4 separate regions of the Sus scrofa genome follow, and regions 1, 3 and 4 are each linked to region 2. Evidence: chromatin contacts called from public Hi-C and promoter capture Hi-C data. All regions are on one chromosome and are shown on one strand. The core of a region is the stretch at or near the end of the contact, and the rest is flanking DNA. Distances in the headings are between cores, read along the strand shown. Region 1 holds the start of TOMM40 (translocase of outer mitochondrial membrane 40). Region 2 holds the start of CD3EAP (DNA-directed RNA polymerase I subunit RPA34). Region 3 holds the start of SIX5 (homeobox protein SIX5). Region 4 holds the start of NECTIN2 (nectin cell adhesion molecule 2).

Evidence for each region. Promoter capture Hi-C pulls out the DNA fragments that hold promoters and counts their contacts. A called contact is a pair of places that touch in the nucleus more often than the background predicts.
Region 1: a promoter capture Hi-C map of fetal liver shows a contact between it and region 2, with 2.4 times the contacts expected there. The contact joins the promoter of TOMM40 here to the promoter of CD3EAP in region 2. A contact is called at or near these places in 1 of 5 promoter capture datasets (fetal liver) and 1 of 2 datasets of contacts at active chromatin or transcription factors (alveolar macrophages).
Region 3: a contact with region 2 is called in a Hi-C map of liver, with 4 times the contacts expected there. The contact joins the promoter of SIX5 here to the promoter of CD3EAP in region 2. A contact is called at or near these places in 2 of 47 Hi-C or Micro-C datasets (heart right ventricle and liver).
Region 4: a contact with region 2 is called in a Hi-C map of heart right ventricle, with 4 times the contacts expected there. The contact joins the promoter of NECTIN2 here to the promoter of CD3EAP in region 2. A contact is called at or near these places in 1 of 5 promoter capture datasets (fetal liver) and 1 of 47 Hi-C or Micro-C datasets (heart right ventricle).

Annotation. Positions count from the first base shown.
Region 1 is chr6:51,358,793-51,363,354 of Sscrofa11.1, reverse strand. TOMM40 (translocase of outer mitochondrial membrane 40) reads right to left here and starts at 3,199. Exons shown (of 9, transcript NM_001315748.1): 1 at 2,919-3,199; 2 at 2,075-2,142; 3 at 1,544-1,636; 4 at 573-674. The coding sequence starts at 3,192.
Region 2 is chr6:51,779,111-51,783,667 of Sscrofa11.1, reverse strand. CD3EAP (DNA-directed RNA polymerase I subunit RPA34) reads right to left here and starts at 2,959. Exons shown (of 3, transcript XM_013991968.2): 1 at 2,249-2,959; 2 at 1,748-1,889; 3 at 1-1,581. The coding sequence starts at 2,270. The coding sequence ends at 255. It overlaps PPP1R13L (relA-associated inhibitor), which reads left to right and starts at 3,766. Exons shown (of 15, transcript XM_021094555.1): 1 at 3,766-4,071. It overlaps ERCC1 (ERCC excision repair 1, endonuclease non-catalytic subunit), which reads left to right. Exons shown (of 9, transcript NM_001159309.1): 9 at 30-129. The coding sequence ends at 83.
Region 3 is chr6:52,097,826-52,102,777 of Sscrofa11.1, reverse strand. SIX5 (homeobox protein SIX5) reads left to right here and starts at 3,320. Exons shown (of 3, transcript XM_021094581.1): 1 at 3,320-4,208. The coding sequence starts at 3,406. DMPK (myotonin-protein kinase) reads left to right here. Exons shown (of 14, transcript XR_002344695.1): 11 at 334-491; 12 at 579-676; 13 at 829-1,272; 14 at 1,624-2,519. LOC110261013 (a long non-coding RNA gene) reads right to left here and starts at 4,208. Exons shown (of 2, transcript XR_002344697.1): 1 at 3,414-4,208; 2 at 2,431-3,111.
Region 4 is chr6:51,315,394-51,320,112 of Sscrofa11.1, reverse strand. NECTIN2 (nectin cell adhesion molecule 2) reads right to left here and starts at 2,456. Exons shown (of 6, transcript NM_001097494.1): 1 at 2,366-2,456. The coding sequence starts at 2,456.

The DNA of each region.
Region 1 (4,562 bases), core at 1,950-4,449, 420 kb after region 2:
CCCTGGCCCAGTGAAGTGGGTTAAGGATCCAGTGCTGCCACAGCTGCAGCACAGGTTGCAACTGCAGCTTGGATCGGATCCCTGGCCTGGGAACTCCATATGCCTCGGAGCGGCCAAAAAAGAAGAAAATAACAACAAAAACAAACAAACAAAAGTTCCCCTTCTGGCTCAGCAGTAACGAACCCAACAAGTATACATGATTGGCGCGGGTTTGATCCCTGGCCTTGCTCAGCAAGTTAAGGATCTGGTGTTGCTGTGAACTGTGGTGTAGGCGGCTGCAGCGATTTGACCTCTAGCCTGGGAACTTTCATATGCCGTGAGTGCAGCTCTAAGAGAAGAAAACCAAAAACCAAAAAAAAACCCAACCAACCAACCAAACAACCGAAAAACTACTGGGAAGCTGGGGACTTCAGCGCATAGGCCACGCCTGCTCCCTGCTTGGTCCTCACAACAAACCTCTTTCTGTTCTAAACCCAATGTTTCAGTATGTGGGGCTTCTCTGTGCATGGCGCGCAAGGACAAGAGCAGCCTGGGGCTCAGAGGGGTACGGGGAGCCACCGACTCCCCCTCACCTGGATGGCCATCTTGGACCTGAGGCCGGGGCCCAGCTGGTGAATGACCTGAGCATTGAGGCTGCCGCTATTGTCCATGTCACCCACCAGCACGGGGAACGCCTGTGGGGCAGAGGACAGGGTTAGAGGTCAGAGATCTAGCATTAGGGAAGAACACCCATGATGGGCCTCGGTGAGAAGCCGAGGATTAGGAAGCCTCAGATTGGGTCTTCTCCTCCAAGAAGCCCTCCAAGGCCACCTAGGCTGACCCAGGCTCTCCTCTGAGCTCACACTGCTTTTGGGTTCTCCCATCTCAGTCTTGCCCACCCTGGACTACTGCTGTCTGGGGACAGGCCTGTTCCCTTTCTCCACTGGGCTGTGAGCCCCATGTCTGTTTGAATCACTGCTATGTCCCCAGCACAGGGCTGGGCACAGAATGGGGGTGCAAGGAAGGTTGGTTGAGTAAATTACCTGGAAATGGTTAACATAAGCAAAGACTAATTTAGTCCCTTAAGCCCACCCGTGTCCTGGCCCAACCTCCTTCCAGGCCCCCAGTTTTTTCCACTCCCTTAATAGCCTCCAGACAACTTGAGAAATGCCAGTTCCAAAGCATTCATCTGGCCTCCTCTTGGCCTGTCTTTCCCTCGTTCAAATCTTTCAGTGGCTCTCCACTGCCCCCTAGTGCCCCCGAGGTGAAATGCCTAGCTTGGCCTTCGAAGCCCAGCAAGGATCCACACAGCCCAGCCCTGCCCACTCTGGGTCATCACTGGTGACCTTGGCGTCCTCAGCTTCTCTCGGCACAGGGCTAGGCTGAGAAGTGGAGGGCAGGATGAAGAAATGACCCAGGCTCCAGGGCACCTTGGAGAGACAGACAGCACGTCCCAACACCCTTGGCAGCTCTGACCTCCTACTGACAAAGCCTTCTTTACCTGTTTGGCTGCATTATGTGTTACAAGAAAGATACAATGAATGAATGGCAAAAGGAAGCTCACCTCTGTGGGACTCAGCTGCTTTGTCCCCACGTACGTGACCCCAAAGTGGTAGTTGGACTCCCCGATTGTGCTGAGGGCGACTGTATGGTTCACCTGGGAAAAGAGGGAGGGCTGTGGCGATGAGTCCGAGGACCACGCCCCTGCCCAAGGAATGCAGCTGAGCTCATGCCTAGGACAGCTCCCCTCCAGCCCAGGATCCGGGATCCTTGTCAATCTAGCTTTCCTATCAGGCTGGGCTGGGCTGAAGATGAAGACTGGGAGGTGTGCCCTGACTAGATTGGAAGCTTAGAGGAGGGATGTGCCAGGGCTGGGGCACACGCCTGGCACTTTATTCCTGCCTGGATGCTGGTTGGGGGTGAGGTGCATTATTTCTGGACTCTTGGTCCCCAGACTCTACACTGGTCGCCACGGAGTGGTTAGTCTGGCAACAAGGAGCCCACACCTTTAGGCTGCAATAAAAGGGCTGTGTGGGCAGATGCAGGGGGATGGGGGGGATGACCCCTGGAGGAAGAGGGGCCCAGGAAGGCTCACCTGGAAATGATTACTCAAACCTTTGTTGACTGTGAGCTTGACACCTTCCATCTGAATAGGAAACAGCTCTGAGAAAGAGAGAATGCTGGTTGTCACACTCCGAACACACACACACACACACACACACACACACACACACACACACACACACACACCTCTTCTCAGGTGCCTTCCTTCCCTAGAATCCTCACTCTCCATTCCCCAGGTACCCACAAGCAACACATTGCAAAGTACCCCAACCAATACAGAGGCAAAACAGCCTAGTGTTTTGATGTGCTCAGGATCAAGGCCTTTGCCTACATCCAAATCCCAGGGCCACCACTTACTGCCAGTGTGACAGGAGACACGTCAACTCATCTCAGTCTGTCAATTTTATCAACTGGAAGTTGAGGATATTCACCGCATAGAACTATTGCAAGGGTTTCATGAGTTAACACGTACTGAGTGCCAGTGCTCAGGATGTGGCCACCACTCTTCCATCATAACTATTCCACATCGGGATCCAAAAGCCTTGGCTTCTACCCCCACTGCCCCTTGCTGTCACGGTGACCTTGGGCCTCAGTTTCCCTCACGATCACATGAGGCTGGCTTGGCTGATTCCTGGGGTTCCTGAGGTCCCTAAAGCTTTTCTCTGCTGCCTTGGCATTCCATCCCAAGGTTCCACCATTTGATCCCATCGTTCTAAGCCCCGAGTTCAACGTTGCACCATTCGACTCCAACATCAGCTCCTAACGCTGTGTTCAATGATTCCAGTGGTCCGTGCCAATTCCCAAGGTCCTCAGTGTTCTCCCCCTCCCCCCGAGATCCGGGCCATCACACTCCCGCCGGGCCCCTAGCCCCTCACCCTTGCACTTCCGGTGGCACTCCTCGAACGTGCCCGGGTTGGGCAGGCAGCCACAGGCCCCATCATCCCCGGTCCCTCCAGCGTTAGCGGCCGCAGTCCCAGGGGTCCGTTCGGAACCTCGACCTGTACCAGCCCCAGCGCCCAGGCCGCCCCCGAGCGGCGGCAGCGTGAAGCCGGGAGGAGAGGGCGGAGGCGAAGGCAGTCCCACGAGGGGAGGCGCAGGTGGCGGCGGCGGCCCTGCAGGCGGCGAACTAGCGGCCAAGACGTTCCCCATGGTCGCCTGCAAAGGGAAGGGTCAGAGGGCAGAGGTCAAGGCCCACGGGCTCCAAGCCCTGTCCCCAGCCAACACCCCCTTGCTCGTAACCCCGGTTCTCACCCGCGGCAGCGCCTCCTCCCGGTCTGGGCTCCGCTCCCACCCCGTGCGCCACGCGCAACCGAACCCGCTGCCGCCGCCGCCGCCACCGTCGCCCCGCCCCCCCCAGTCCATTGGTTTAACGGGCCCTTGCGTCCGCCCACCGGCTTCAGGGTCTGGCCTTACTATTGGTGTCGTGGATGAGAGTTCCACCCACTTCCTTGGAACGTCCTTTTCTGTTGGTTCCCACTCGCAGACAGGTCAAAGCACACCTCCCCGTCCTTCCCACTGGCTTGGAGAGCCCACGCCGATTGGTTCGCGATGCCGCGGGTTCCGGTGCTCGCCCGCCATTGGCCTGTGCTGCTTGCTTTGCAACGCCCTTTTGACGTATCGCCTCCGCCCCTTTCCAGAAGTCACCCCCCCCACACTTTCGACTCCGCCCCGCGGCGAAGTTGCCATGTTTATTGGTCGGCCTTGGTCCTTGACGCATCCTGATTGGCTCCGGCAGGTACAAGGTCCTACCCTATTGACGTAATCTATCTGGTGTGTTCATTGGCTAAAGTGCCGGGGTCAAAGGACATGGATAAAGGTGGGTTGCGCGGCAGAGGCTGCTAGGCAGCAAGGTCAGGCCTCGCGTCCCACCAGGCTTCGCGGCAAAGGGGCGGCCCCCTAGTCCTGAGTCGCGGACCGAAAGCCGGAAGTGCTGGCCGTTCCCACAGTGCCACGGGAGAATTCTAACCCGTTACATGAACCCTGTCCTGTTTCTTGTTACCCACAATGCCCCTTACCTATTTAACAGGACAGTTGCCGTAGACCCACCCCTTTCGTTACCCATGATGTCTTCTGGGTCTCCTCCCACCCCTGGCCAAGTCGCTGCGGCTTCTATCTTTGGCCCATTCATTCAGGTCCCATTACCCAGCATGCCTTCCGTCCCATTCATTTCAGTTTGGTTGCCTGTACTACCTTTAGCCCCTTTATGCCCGTTCATTCCCTTCATTCTTCTAGCTCTTCCTTAATTGAGCATCTAGTTTTGGGTCCATTACACATCAGCTCCATTATTCATCCCTCTGTCCCTGGCTTATTCATTCGGATCTATTACCCATCGTGCCCTGAGCTCCTATTAAAACAATACTGGAGTTCCCGTCGTGGCGCAGTGGTTAACGAATCCGACTAGGAACCATGAGGTTGTAGGTTCGATCCCTGGTCTTTCTCAGTGGGTTAAGGATCCCGCGTTGTGGTGAGCTGTGGTGTAGGCTTGGATCCCGCGTTGCTGTGGCCGTGGTCTAGGTCGG
Region 2 (4,557 bases), core at 1,710-4,209:
GTTCCTCTTTTCTCTCCCCTCCCCTCCAGGCCCGGAGACTCTTTGACGTCTTACATGAGCCCTTCTTGAAAGCGTCCCGATGAGCTTAGCTGCCCCCAGTGTGACAATAAAGCATTTTCCTGGTCCAGGCTCCGGCCGGTGTGCAGGTGCAGTCACTGGGAGGGAGGTCTTCTCTGCACTCACCTTCTGATGGCCCAGGTGTCACCTACGGGCGGAGACTACACTGCTTCCTCCCCTGTCCTGTGACTCTGGATTCAGCAGCAGCTTTGGGATGCTGTCTCCAGCACCCGGCTTTCCTGGCCCCGCTTTTTCCTCTTCTTGGTGGATGCTGGATCTGGCCTGGCCTCAGGCTCCCCCTCAACTGGCAGCTCAGCCTCCATCATCTCCCCATGTGGGGTAATCATCTCAGTCCCCGGCTCTGTCATTCTGCGCTCTCTTTCTTTCTTCTTCTTCTTCTTTTTGGCAGATGTTAGATCCGCCTGAGGTTCAACAGCACCTGGCAGCTCGGGCTCCACCACCTCTTCCTTTGGTTCCACCGCCTCTTCCTTTGGTTCCACCACCTCTGTCGCTGGCTCCATCATCGCATCTTGCCGCTTTTCTTTCTTCCTTCTCTTTTTGGTGCATGCCAGAGTGGCCTCAGCCTGAGGCGCAAGAAGTTCAGGCTCCAGCATCTCCCCTGGGACCTCCAGAGGTTTCGTCTCTGGCTCTAGAGCCTCAGTCCCTGGCTCCCTCATCACTTTGTACCCCTTTTCTTTTTTCTTCTTCTTTGAGGATGGCAGTGGGATGGCTTCCTCCTGCGGCTCCATCTTCACCTGCAGCTGAGACTCGACTATCATCCCCTCCACCGGCTCCATCCCTTCGGTCTCCTGCTGCCTCCTCCTCCTCTTTTTGGTGGGGGATAAGACTGCCTCATCCAGAGGCTCAGTTTTCACCACAAGGTCTGGCTCCACCATCTTTTCTTCTGACTCCAGCATCCCCACTTCTACGTCTTTGGGCTTCTTTTTCCTCTTCTTGGTGGTGGATGGAAACAGCATTCCCAGAGGCTCCGACATCTCAGCAGCAGGCTCTGTTGCCAGTGAGTCTCTCCTCTCCAGTTCATGCAGCTGCTGCTTTTTCTTCTTCTTCCCCACATCCATTTCTGGGGACCCCAAAGCTGTGTCCACCTCCAGGGCTCCATGCTCAGGCAGGGCCTCCTGAGGAAATGAGGCCTCTGGAATATGTCTCTTCTTTTTCCTCTTCCCTGACGCCAAGACCGACCCAAGCCCAGTGACTGGAGAGCTGCCTCCAAAGGCACAGAACCGAGGCCTGAGGCCAGGGGGAATCTGTGGTGGGGGACTTGCTGGAATGGGCTGCAGCAGGGTCCCTGTTAAAGACTCCTGGGGACCCTCAAAGATCCTTAGGCTGCCCTGTGGGGAAGGGGCACAGGTGAGTCCCCCTCCCACCTCTGCTGAAGGGGCCAGCAGGGTTGCTTCTCCAGCCTGGGAGCCATTGCTGCTGAGGACCCGGTAGCGGTGCCGCTTGCCTGCCAACTTGCCTTTCACAACCTGGGAGCCAGAGAGAGGCACGAGCCGCCCATTGAGGCTGAAGGGAGAAAGAGGGAGGGCAGAAGCTTGATCAGATTCTTTTGGGGAGACAGGTGCGCAGAAGCAACATTTCTAGGTGCCCCAGGAAAGCCCTTCTAAGTTTCCCCCCAACTTCAGCCACTGGGGCGGGGAGGATTGCCGGGAGGTGGCACAGGACCTCTTACCAGTCCGGGGTGAAGTCCGCAGGAGCCTGGATAAGCCACAGTTCTGTATCAGGGCCCGTCAACGCCTCCAAAGAGAAACGAGTATGCTCTGAGGCTAGGGGCGTCGCAATAAAATTGGGGGGACAAGAAAACCGAGCAGCATCTGCATAAGGGGAAACGGGGGGAGGGGGTGTGTTGACACGCAACTGTCGGTCCCAAATTCCAGGGCGCCTATGGGTCAATCATTTTCAACTTCTTGAGCTCCCCAATCCGCTCACCTCAGAGGTTCCCCTATTTCCACCGACCTAACCCTAGTTCTCGCCACCGGTATTATTCCCCCCACCCCCGCAAAGATACCCTCCCTTTATCTAAATTTCCCCGCGCCCACCATCCCCTGAGGGGTATATTCTCCGCAGGTCCTGTCTCCGAGGATGTCCCTTTTTCCGTCCGAAGACTCAAGGGCGCCCCTTTTTCCTCCCGCCAGCCAACTCTGACCTCTCGGCCCGCCAAGAAGCAACTCACCACTGGACGGGACCGCCGCCATCCCGGAACCCACGCCTCACGTAGACCTAGCATCCAGAGTCACTCAGGCCCCGCCGCCGACCACGTGGAACCGAGGGGGGTGGGACCTTATCTGGGAGCGTCCATGTGGCACAGGAACGCGGGAGGTGTCGCTCGGAGCCCTTCTCGCTCTATAAGCAAAACTGCGGGAAATTTCCACTTGTGCATAGCAGACAAGCGAGAAAACGTCTTTTACCGAAATTCCGCTCCAAAAACAGCTGATTCGCTGTTGGACGGGAGTTAGAGCATTGCCAGGTCCCGGAGGGCGTCCTCCTAGTCTCTCAGCCATGAATTGCTCTAACGTCGTCTTAAAGGGGCAGCCACATTGAGAAGCCCTAACTCTTAAAGAGACAGGAAGATCGATTGGTCTGAAATTCTGAAGAGACAGGTAAGCGTCTAGGTCGGCAGGACTCTGTCCTCAGAGTTACAATTCCTTCGAGGAAAGCCCAGATACCTCGGAAGTTCAGAACTTGAATGGGAGATAGGGGGAAATGGTGTAATGCGGTAATTCCTCCCATGGGCTTTAGGTACCAGACAGGGGCGGAGCTTCTGGGCTCGGAGGGAGCGGGAAACGTAGGGGGAGGAGCCTGTGGGTCCCGGGGCAGAGCCTCCGGACTCCAAAGCTGGACACGCGTGGGGCGGTGCGACTAAGGGGTGGGGTTGTGGACCAAAAGAGACAGGCAGATGCCCTCGAGGGTTTAGTCTCGTGTGTGAGAGACATTCCCAAAGGCTTTGAGGAAGGGAGAGGGAGTACGTGTCCTGACCAGCGCCCCTTCCTGGCCCCGGGGCGCGTGTAAACAGCGGCACGTGGACTCAGATTTGGGGGACGCGTCCACACTCCTTATCACAGGAACCGCAGCGCCTGGGACGATGGGCGGAGCCGTGGGACCATGGCTAGATACGGTGACCCGACAGCATTCCTGACCGGTGTGTCAGAGCTGATTCCCACCCCCTCTGCCGAGATTTCGGATCCTGTTTAGAATTGGGGCGCCCACCTTGTTAGGGTGCCAGCGGCTTCCCAGAGCGAAAGGAGAGTAGGGGAAAGAAGAAGCCGCGCTGCCTTCTCGGGGGATTGCCAGACAGTTCTCTCGCGTGGGCGAGACACCGGGACGCCGCCCCAGTGGGCTCCTGAACTACAGTTCCCAGAGGACGCGAGGCTGTAGGCGCCCGGTGTTGGTCGCGGAAGCTGCTGGGAATTGTAGTCCCAGCCTCCGACTTTGGGCTCTGTTGCTAGGAAATTCAGTAAAGATCCAAACCACTCTTTTTACCGACGGGGAGATTGACGCTCAGGACCCGAGGGGATAGGGATTTTAACGAGGCCCTATTCTCGCCTTGGGGTGTGGTATGTGAGTCTCCACCAGCCTCTATAGCCTTCTGCCTCCTTGGTGGCATCCGAAACTTCATTCAAGCAGGAAACAGCCTGGAGGAGTGAGGCAGAAACTCAAGTGTCCATCTCCTGCAGCCACAGCGAGGTAGGAGTCTGGACTCTATCTACATAACCTGGTGGCCCTCGGCCTTTGGACCTCCCCCTTCCCGCCTGTGAAATGGACTTTGGGTGAATCCAAAAAGGAACGTCCCCGTCTACGTCCTCCCCCTCTGGGACTACAAGTCCCAAGGTGCTCAAGGCGACTCCCTCTCCCCATCCCCTCCGGGACCCGCCTCCCTCCCGTCGGAGTCACGTCGTCTAACCTGTTCCCGGCGCCTGCCCCGCCCCGTCCTCCGCTCCCCACAGCCGGAGCCGGAGCCGGAGGAAGCCCCCCAGTGCCAAGATCTGCCCCGGATCCGTGAGTTACACCCCATTGGGCTTCAGCAGCTCTGGAGGAGCCCGACACTCGCGTCCCTGGGAGGATTGGGAGGAAACTCGGACCCCGGGTCCCAGGGCGGAATTAGGGGTGCGCAGATACCAGGGACTTTAGAAGGATAGAACTCAAATGCCTGATTTACTGGGCAGAAGGCAAAGGGGCTTGGATGCCTGAGTTCTTAGAATGGAGGGTTTGGACGCCTTATTCCAGGGGAGACGTTCCAACTGAGGGCTCTCAGAAGCCTGAGTCCTTAAGTAGAAGTGGGGTATCGGAGCTCTTGGGCAGAAATGGGAGGTTCAGACTGCTGGAGCTCTGGAATGGGCGGCCATCCCTGCCACCTGTCAGTTGCCGTCTCTACCCAGTCTTCAAGGTCCCCGAGCAGAATTAGGGATGGGGTGGGAAGGGTGGAACCCTGGTTCCTGAAATGAAGCAGAGCAAACACATTCTGGAGGCTGTGTTCCTGGTGTT
Region 3 (4,952 bases), core at 2,071-4,570, 320 kb before region 2:
GTGGCCTTCGCTCAGGGCACTGAGAGGCTGGAGAAATTTTGAGCAGGGGAGGGCCATGGTCAGGTTGGTGAGTGTTGTAGGAACTGCCCTTTAGTTCTGGGGTGGAAGGTGGATGGGAGGGAACCAGATGAAAGGCTGGAGACAGGGCTGGGCTGGGGTTAGGGAAGGAGAGGGCTCAGATCGCTGCAGGAGCTGTGGGAATTCTAGAAAGATCTAGGAGGTGCGGGAATAGAGGTCAAGGGAGCACCCCCCCCCCCCCGGTCTGGAATCTATGCCCAAGTCTCCAGTGCTCCTGGGGCCACAGGCAGCCCTAAGCTTGCTTCCCATACCCAGGCTGAAGTGGCAGTTCCAGAGGCCATTCTGGAGCCGGTGGCAGAAGCCGAGGTGACGCTGCGGGAGCTCCAAGAGGCCTTGGAGGAGGAGGTGCTTAGCCGGCAGAGCTTGAGCCAGGAGCTAGAGGCCATCCGTTTGGCCAACCAGAACTTCGCCAGGTCGGGGTCGGGGCCGGGACAGTCACTACATTTAGCGGCCTCTCTCACCGGAATCCCAAAGGGCTCACGGTCCTTACCTACCTGCAGTCAACTCCAGGAGGCCCAGGCCCGGAACCGAGACCTGGAGGCGCACGTTCGGCAGCTGCAGGAGCGGATGGAGTTGCTTCAGGCCGAGGGAGCCGCAGGCGAGTCCCTCATCCGCCCCCTTTCCTGAGGGCGTCGGGAGGAGGTGGGCCCGCGGCGCGTGTGGACACCTGGGGGAGGCGAGGGGCCCAGGCTGGGGCACGCCGCGCCACCGCCCCTCCACGCGCCCTATGCCTCTCTCTTCTCCTTCCAGCTGTCACGGGGGTCCCCAGTCCCCGGGCCATGGATCCACCTTCCCATGTAAGACCCCTCTTTTTCCCCTGCGTCAAGCCTGCTGTCCCCTGTGCAGACCCTGTCCCCATCTCCCTGTACCCCCGCCTGGATTTAGGGCTCACTCCTTCCTTTTTGAGGTTCCAGTCGGCAGACACCCTCCTTTCAGCCCCACATCTACCAGATATCCCTGGTTCAGGCCTCTCTCCAAATCCCAGCCGGGATCTCCCGAGAAGCCCTCCCCGACCTCCACTCCCCTCGCTGTCTCTCGACCCCCGCTGAGGGCGGCCGAGCCGAGCTGAGCTCGGATCGGGTCACCTGTCCCTTCTCTCTCCAGCTAGATGGCCCCCCGGCCGTGGCTCTGGGCCAGTGCCCGCTGGTGGGGCCAGGCCCCATGCACCGCCGCCACCTGCTGCTCCCTGCCAGGGTACGTCCGGCTGCTCACGCCCGCCCGCTCGCCGCGCCCCAGCCTAGCTCCACATAACCCAAGCCGCTTGTGCTTAGCTAAGCCTCTGCGGGGCCGGGCCTGCCGCGGGGCGTCGGGGTCTGGGGGGCGGGAAGGCTCGGGCAGCCAATCAAAGCAGGTCTTTACCAAGCAGCCAATGATGAGTTCGGACAAGACTTAGGCTTGCGAGCCGACCAACCACAGCTGCCCGCACTGGGAGGAAGGGCAGGGGGCAGGGAGGGTTTCGGCCCCTCTTACGAGCATGGGCGGGGCAAGTCCCAGGAGCCAATCAGAGTCCCGTATCGCGGTGCTGATCCCGCCCTCTCCCCGCAGGTCCCTAGGCCTGGCCTACGGGAGGCGCGTTCCTTGCTCCTGTTCGCCGCTGCTCTGGCTGGTGCCGCCGCCCTGGGCTGCACTGGGTTGGTGGCCTGCGCCGGCCATCTCGCCGCAGTCTGACCCCGCCCGGGAGCCACCTTCGCCGCCTGAACCGTAGAACCCGAGCCCGTCCTCCGCTCGGGCTCTGCTGGAGAGTTGGGTGACCCGGGTACCGCCCAGAAGCCACTCCCACCGCCTCCGGTTCACAGCACTCCGAGCGTGGGTCTCCGCCCCAGCTCTAGCCCTGTGATCCGGGCCCGCCCCCTGGCGGCCGGGGAGGGAGGAGTGGGGGCCGCGGCTCAAGCGAGACTTGTAGCCTGGAAAGCTGCTGCTGCTGAGGGGATCGCGGACCTCTCTCTTCCTCCGGCCTGGCTGAGGCCCCCCGACGGGGGTGGGCAAACTGCGACCTAGAGAAGGCAGCAGGGCCAGGGTTCAAGCAACTATTTTTCACCTTCCAGGCACCCCCACCCACATCGGCTCGCAAACCACAAATCCTCTGTGTGCATGAGGCCCTGCCCTCCCAGGAAAGCTCTCTACGCGGCGAACGTCTAGCGCGAGCTCCGCCTGCTCTCTGGAGAACCTTTTGCTTTTGACAGCCCCGCTTTTTCGGGGACTTTCGTGCCTTCCTCCTCACGTGCGTTGCTCTCGGAGCCACAGCCGGCTCCGCCCGCCTCAGCAGTGTGGGTATTTATTGACCTGTCCTCCAACCCGCTGACAGGCTCCAGGATCCCGGCACCCTAATCCACGTTTTGGATGCACTGAGACCCCGACATTCCTCGGTATTTATTGTCTTTCCCCACCTAGGACCCCACCCCCGATCCTCGCAAATAAAAGGCCCTTTCGTCTGCCCAGAATGCTCGAACTTCGTGCCGGCTCTGTTTGCAAGGAGGGCAGGAGGCTACTCAGTGGGCCAATCCGGCCAGGCGAGTGGAGGCGGCCAATGGCCTGGCAGGAAGCTAGCGGGAGACGAAGCGGACGAATCAGGGGTGGGGGTAGGGATGAGGGTGTGGCTTCGACCTCCGGCCAATAGAAGAAGACGAGCGGGCCACTCGACGGCACCGCCCCTTGTCCAGCTGTGGCCCAGCTGTGCCACTAGACCGCCGCGAAGAAGGGGGCTGGGCGGGCGGCGCGTGCGGCCATCCTCCTGCCACTGCGCCTGCGCGGGCCACGCGCATCCGTTCCAGGGACCTAAGCTCAAGAAAAGTTGCTGCAAACTTTCTAGCCCGTTTTCCCCGCCCCTTCTCCCAGCCAGACCCGCCCCCCTGCGGAGCCGGGAATTCCGAGGGGCGGAGCGTTGGCCGAGATGGGGAGTAAGGGGGGCCTTCTGAGGACCCTGGAGACGGAGGCATGCAGAAGCTCAGTCTCAGGGCGGAGGTGGCTTCGCGCCCTTAGCCCTCCCGGACGGCCCGTTACCTTCTCCGTTGTCCCGATGGGGAAACTGAGGCCCTGAGCCAGAGGCACACGCGGGGGGAGGCAAATAGCGCGGCGGGAGGCGGAGGGAAAACAAAGGGAGAATCACGGACAGTCGGGAAGGGGGACGGGCACACACACAGTCACAGGGACAGAGACCCTAGTAGGAGCTGGACCTGGCATCGGTGGCGGGGGGGAGACGCGAGGTCGGCGGGAGAAGATCGGGAAGCGCGAAGGGGGGTGCGGGGAGAGGGGACGGACGGGGGAGGGGGCTGGGGAAAGCCCGAGGGAGGAGGAGAAGGAGGGAGGAACTTCCCAAAGTTGCAAAACATGGCTACCTTGCCTTCGGAGCCGAGCGCGGGGCCGGCGGCTGGGGGGGAGGCGGTGGCGGCGGCGGCGGCGGCCGAAGAGGAGGAGGAGGAAGCGCGCCAGCTCCTGCAGACTTTGCAGGCGGCCGAGGGTGAGGCGGCGGCGGCGGCCGGGGCCGGGGCGGGCGAAGCGACGGTGAAAGCGGAGGACCCTGGATCCCCGGGCGTCCCCGGGTCTCCCCGCGAGGCCGCTGCCGAGCCGCCCACAGGCCTCCGCTTCTCGCCGGAGCAGGTGGCGTGCGTGTGCGAGGCGCTGCTACAGGCGGGCCACGCCGGCCGCTTGAGCCGCTTCCTGGGCGCACTGCCCCCGGCGGAGCGCCTACGTGGCAGCGATCCGGTGCTGCGCGCTCGGGCCCTTGTGGCCTTCCAGCGGGGCGAGTACGCTGAGCTCTACCGGCTGCTCGAGAGCCGCCCCTTCCCCGCCGCCCACCACGCCTTCCTGCAGGACCTCTACCTGCGCGCGCGCTACCACGAGGCCGAGCGGGCCCGCGGCCGCGCGCTGGGCGCGGTGGACAAGTACCGTCTGCGCAAGAAATTCCCGCTGCCCAAGACCATCTGGGACGGCGAGGAGACCGTCTACTGCTTCAAGGAGCGCTCCCGCGCCGCGCTCAAGGCCTGCTACCGCGGCAACCGCTACCCCACGCCGGACGAGAAGCGCCGCCTGGCCACGCTCACCGGCCTCTCGCTCACGCAGGTCAGCAACTGGTTCAAGAACCGACGCCAGCGCGACCGGACCGGGGGCGGCGGCGGCGCGCCGGGCAAGAGGTGAGGGGACCCGGTCCGCGCCAGTCCTCCTTTCCTGGGGACGTGGCATCCACCAGTCCCCTTCCCCTTTGCCCGCTGTCTGAACTCCTCAGACACTCCCCGCACACACCCTCAGGCGCCCGCCCAGCGCGGGGAATCTGTGCAGATGCAACGGGCACGCGCCCCGGCCCTCGCTCCGACACCGGTGCTCCTGCTGCGGAGGCTGGGAGACCACCTCCCTCTGCTCCGCTCTAGGCTCCGTCCCAGATCCCATCTGTGTCCGCGGCTAGACTCGGGGGAGGCAGCGAGAAAACCCGCGGCTGCTGGAAAGGAGGAGGGGCCTTTGCCGACCCTACCGGGCACAGGGGCCTGTTCGGGTCCCTAAGCTGCCAGGCGCTCCCTAACCATTGCTCGGCCTCACCTCCCGCCCCCCACCCGCCTCAGGGCCCAAACGGCGTGGTCGGTCGTCTGTCTTTGTTGTGAAACGTGAACCTTCCCCAGCTCCGGTTTCCCTGTAACCCTAGCTCTTCCCCTCCCACCCTGCGCGCCGGCCGCTCACTCCTCCAGCGCCCCGGGGGGAGGGCACCAGGAGCTGGGCCGGCCACTACCTCCTTGCTCTCGCCGAAGCCACTTGGCTGCTTTCAGGCCACCCCGGGGAATTTCAGGCAGCCTGGGTGCTCAGTCTCCGGGGCCCTGCCAGGGGGAGGAGGGCCAGCCTGAGCCCTAGGCAGTGGTTTCAATGCCAGGCTGGCAGAGGCTCCGTCC
Region 4 (4,719 bases), core at 1,207-3,706, 460 kb after region 2:
TAGCTGTATGTCATTCCATCCCTCGGTTCCATTCCTGTGTCTCTGACCACGACTCCAAATTTTTTCTGACGTCCTCCCTCTTTTGGCTTCTGCCCCCATCCCTGTAGCTCTAGCCTCTCCCTGTATCCTTCTCCCCCTTCTCCTCCCAACCCCGCTCCCCAGGATGCGAGCAGACACCCCCCCCCCCGTTCCCCCGGTTCTCCCCAGTCCAGTCCTCCTTCCCTAACAAGAAGAGACAGCAGGCAGCGGTCCCCTCTCCTTCCATCCCCCTCCACTACCATGGGGCTGCCTGGCTGACAGGGATGAGCAGTGAAAGCTGGGAGGACTGGGGAGGGGAGCTGGCCCAGTAAGAAGCCCAGGTGGTGCCCCCTCATTCCTGGGGGCCAAGGAGGGGGCAGGCGGAGGCGCTGGGGACAGGGAGACAGAGACGGATGGAAAGGAGACAGTGAGGGCGAGAAAGGAGGAGAGAAAGAGCTTGGAGAGAGATTAGAGAGCCAGAGGAGCTGAGAGGGAGAGGGTGAGAGACAGAGAGAGGAAGAAGGGGGGGAGTGAGGGAAGGAGCAGAGGGAGAGAGAGGAGAGGGAGGGAGAAAGGGAGGGGAGAGAGAGCAGAGAGCAAAAGCACTAGGATGGAGGGTCAGGAAAGGGGAAGACCTCCCCATCAAGTGCCACCCCTAAATCCTCCCAATGGCCTTGCAGGAAAGAACTATGATATCTGCTGTGCTAAGGAGGAAATGGAGGCTCAGGGCCGCTTGCTGAAGCCCTCGGGAGGAGGGGGGCGGGGGGAGTGGTGCTGTTCTCAAAGTCTCTTCTGTGTCTCTGCCATCTGAAGGCTGGGTCCTCCTGGGTCTGGAGGATCCTGGGAAAGGCTCTCAAGTCTGCAGGTGGCTGTGGATCCTGGGAAAGCGGTTTGCCCTTTCTAAGACTCTGTTCCCTCCTCTGCAAAATGGGAACAGGAACTGAACCTGTCTCCTGGGGGTGATCCGGCGCCTTCCACAAGACCACGCACCGAGTCCCCACCGGGTGCAAGGGGGGAGGGGTGGATTCTGAGCATTCTCCTAGAGGTGGCGGGGTCTGACTTTATCTCCCTATCTCCCACACAAGAGGGAGAGGCAGGTGATGGAAGCGGCAGTCCCTGACTCCAGGTGGAATCTGGGAGACAGTTCAGAGACCTGCTGGGAAAAAAGACCAGAGGCAAGACCAGAACTTCCCCAAGTTGCCTCCGCACTTTCTGGTAAACCTTTGGGAAACTCCAGTACACTAAGTTTCTAGCTGGGAATAAACAGCCCAGTCACCTGCAAGGGGCGGGGCCGGAGCCTCCTTCACCTGTTTCCTCCCAGCCCCTCCCTCTCCTAGGTCTGCGCCCCTCCCCTCTGGGAGGTGGAGGGAACAGGAGGGGGCTAGAGCGGAGGGAGAGAGAGGGGGGATTAGGGCGGCGTCTCCTCCCGTCCACCCCCCGCAGCGGCTCCGAGGACAAAGGCACGACTACAGGAAAGATAAGGTCCCGAAACCGGGAGTCTGGAACCGGGAGCCAGGAGAGCCCCCGCCCGGCCCGGCCCGGCCCCGCCCGGCCCGGCCCGGCTCGCCCAAAGTGAAACCCGGAAAACTTCCCTAGGGGCCTCCCCGCCGACGGCTCACAAGGAACGGGAAGGGTCCCGGCCGGCGGGACTCGGCCTCCTTAGTCTACCTGAAACACAGCCCACCGAGCCTCCAGTTTCCAGGCAGGGCCTCAGGCCCTGCATTTTATCTAGTACCCGAGTCGGGATTCCTGCCCACATGTGTATCTGCATCTCACGAGACATTCCAATGCCCCACAATTAAATCTGGAGCCCAGGAGACAGGGCGTTTGCCCTCCCCTTCTCCCAATTCTGTCTGGCACCGAGCAGACAGAGCCCTCGGCTCACCACACGGAACTCCTAAGTTTGAGCCCTTCCTGCCCTCAACTCTACCAGGACCCCGGCGTCCGTAGCCCCTAGCCTTCACACTACCTGGCACCCAAGAGACAGAGCTCTCACCCTCTAATTTTTCTGAGGCCCAGGAGTCAGCCCCAGTCCCTGGTTTTCTGGGGCCCGGGAGTCAGAGCCTCGGGAATCCTGAGGCCCGGGATTGGAGCCCTCAGGCCCTTCCCCAGGTCGCCCGAATTGTCATTCTTGGCCCTCCAAGAGGCCCAAAGTGCTAGTTCCCCGCCCCTCTCGAGGACCTCGGCATCTGGCTCCCTGCCCTCAATTCTCCCCAGGCCTCAGACTCCCAACTCCAGGAGAAGGAAAGATTGGGGGGGGGGGTCTCGATTCATCATCTCGACCCTCTGCTGGGGTGGGGAAGGGGAGGGGTTCGCGCGCGCCAGGGAGGCGTCTGCGGTTTCTCACGGGTTTCCCGGAGCAGTAGTAGCAGCAACGGCAGTAGCGGCAGCGTCGGCGGCGACAATCTTGACGGCGGGAGGGCTGCGGCCCGGGCCATGGGGGGCCCGGGGAGGGGGACCGGGACCGGGCGGGGGCCTGAGGGCCACTCTGCGAGCGCCAATCGGTTGAGAGGACGACCAGGTGCCTGGGTGGCTCTGGCTCCCGGCCGGTTCCTGCCGCGCTCTCTTCTCCCGGCTTGGCTCTCGCTGCCTGGCTCTTCCAGCTCGTTGCCCCCCGGTTCCTAGCTTCTTTCTGGCTTCGGACTCGCTGACGTCACAGGATCCACCCCTTTCCTCCCCCCAAGAGCCGACCCGATCCCAGGCTCCGGCCACGCCCCCTCATGCTGTTCTGACCCGCCCCCTCCTGGGAGGCCCTGTCCGCGCCTCCCCAGGATTCAACGCCCGCCCCGCCCCCAGCATTCCTCTCCCTCCCCTTCCTGCTCCTCCCCAGGATTCCAAGTTCGCCCTTCCCAGGGTTCTTTGATCACAGCCTCCTTGCCCCAGAATTCTATCTTTGCCCTCTCCCAGCGTTCAAGCTCCGCCCCCTAGCGTTATTGCCACGCCCCTTTACTCAAGGTTGCCCTCGTGCCCCGCCCCCTGTCTAAGGGGCGCTGTAGTCACGCACGCGTCGGAGCTTTCGGCTGTCTCCGCCCCCGTGAGGCTCCGCCTTTCGCGGTGCACCCCGCCCACCCGTTCTCCGCCCCTTCTCGGGAGCTCAGTCCTGGCCTCGGCCCCGCCCCAAAGACTAACCCGTCCCCTTCAGTTTTAGTCCCTGCCTTCTCGTCACACCTGCGTGAGGAGCGTGGGTTCTCATAGGCCCGCCCCCCTGGAACCCCGCCCCCACGCAGAGTCCCCACCCCCTTCCCTGCCTCTCGAATTCCCTAGTTCTCACCCCGTGCCTACTGTCGTTCGTATCTGTGCGCATCTCAGCCTGTCCTCGTCGCTTTCTAATCTCTGCTTGGGACTCTAGGAGTCGCTGCATCGTTTCTTTTTAAATTTCTCTTTTAGTGTCTCTTTGTGTCTATTTTTTGCCTTTCTTTTTCCGTCCCTGTTTCTCTATCTCTGGGTTTTTCAGTCTTCACGTTTCGCTGTCACTTTGTGTAGCTGGTCTCTTTCTTTCTGGTGTCTTTCTATTGCTGTTTCTGTGTCACTTGATCCTTGTCTCTTTTCCATCCCTTTGTCTCTGTCTGCGTCTCTGGGTCTCTGTCTTCCTCTATGTGTTCCTATCTGTGTCTCTCTGCCTCTTTCTGTGTCTGTCTCTGTCCTTATGTCTCAATGGGTGTTTCGGTGTCTCTTTCCGTGTCTCTTGTTTCTCTCTGCGTCTCTCTTAACCTCCCTTCCCTCTCCGCATCCCCCAGTCCTCTCGGGTGTCTGGTCCTCACCAGTTCCTTTCCGCGGCCGCCCGCCAGGGGGCAGCACAGACCAGCCCCCCGCATTCCGCTGGCCCTGCCGCCCGGCTAGGGCCTCCAGACACCGTTGGTCCCTCCCCGCGTCCTTGTCCCACTTCTCTTATCTTTCCAGCCTCCTTGCGTCTTTGTTGTCTCTCGCTCTGACTCGGCCCCTTTGTCTCTCCTCAGAGGCTCCCGCTTCTCCCCACCCCCACCTACCTCTTCACATTCTTTGGGCTGCGGAGGTGGCGGGGAGCTGGTGAGGCCACCCAGCGTGTAGGGGTGAGGGGGGGAAGCAGGAGGCCAGAGGGAGGGGATGCCACTGAGCTCCTGAAATCCTTCGGTTCCTGTTCATCTGAATGAAAACTGATCAGCTGGGGGCAGATGCCTGGGAACTTCTTGCTTTACCAAAAGGAACGTCCCCCTCCGAACTTGCCATCCTTTCCACCTGCTGCACACCTGAGCTTTCTTCCCCAGATGGGCAAGATCTTAAGTCGTGGAGACTGTTTCTGATGGGCATTCACATCTTGGTAATAATACTTTTTTTTCTTTTTCCTTTTTGTCTTTTTAAGGCCGCACCCGCAACACATGGAGATTCCCAGGCTAGGGGTCCAATCGGAGCTGTAGTCGCTGGCCTATGCCACAGCCACAGCAATGCCAGGTCCAAGCCGGGCTGCGATCTGCACCAGAGCTCACGGCAACGCCGGACTGAGCGAGGCCAGGGATAAAACCGCGACCTTATGGACGCTAGTCAAGTTTGTTAACCACGGAGCCACGACAGGACCTCCTTTAATAAATGTATTTAGCACTTACTTTGTGCCAGCCGCTGATACAAAGGCTCTAGAAGTATTGTCTCAAATAACCTCCACAGCACCAATGTGAGGAAACCAAGGCAGAGAGAGATGAAGTGACTTGAACCAAAGTCACAGAGTTT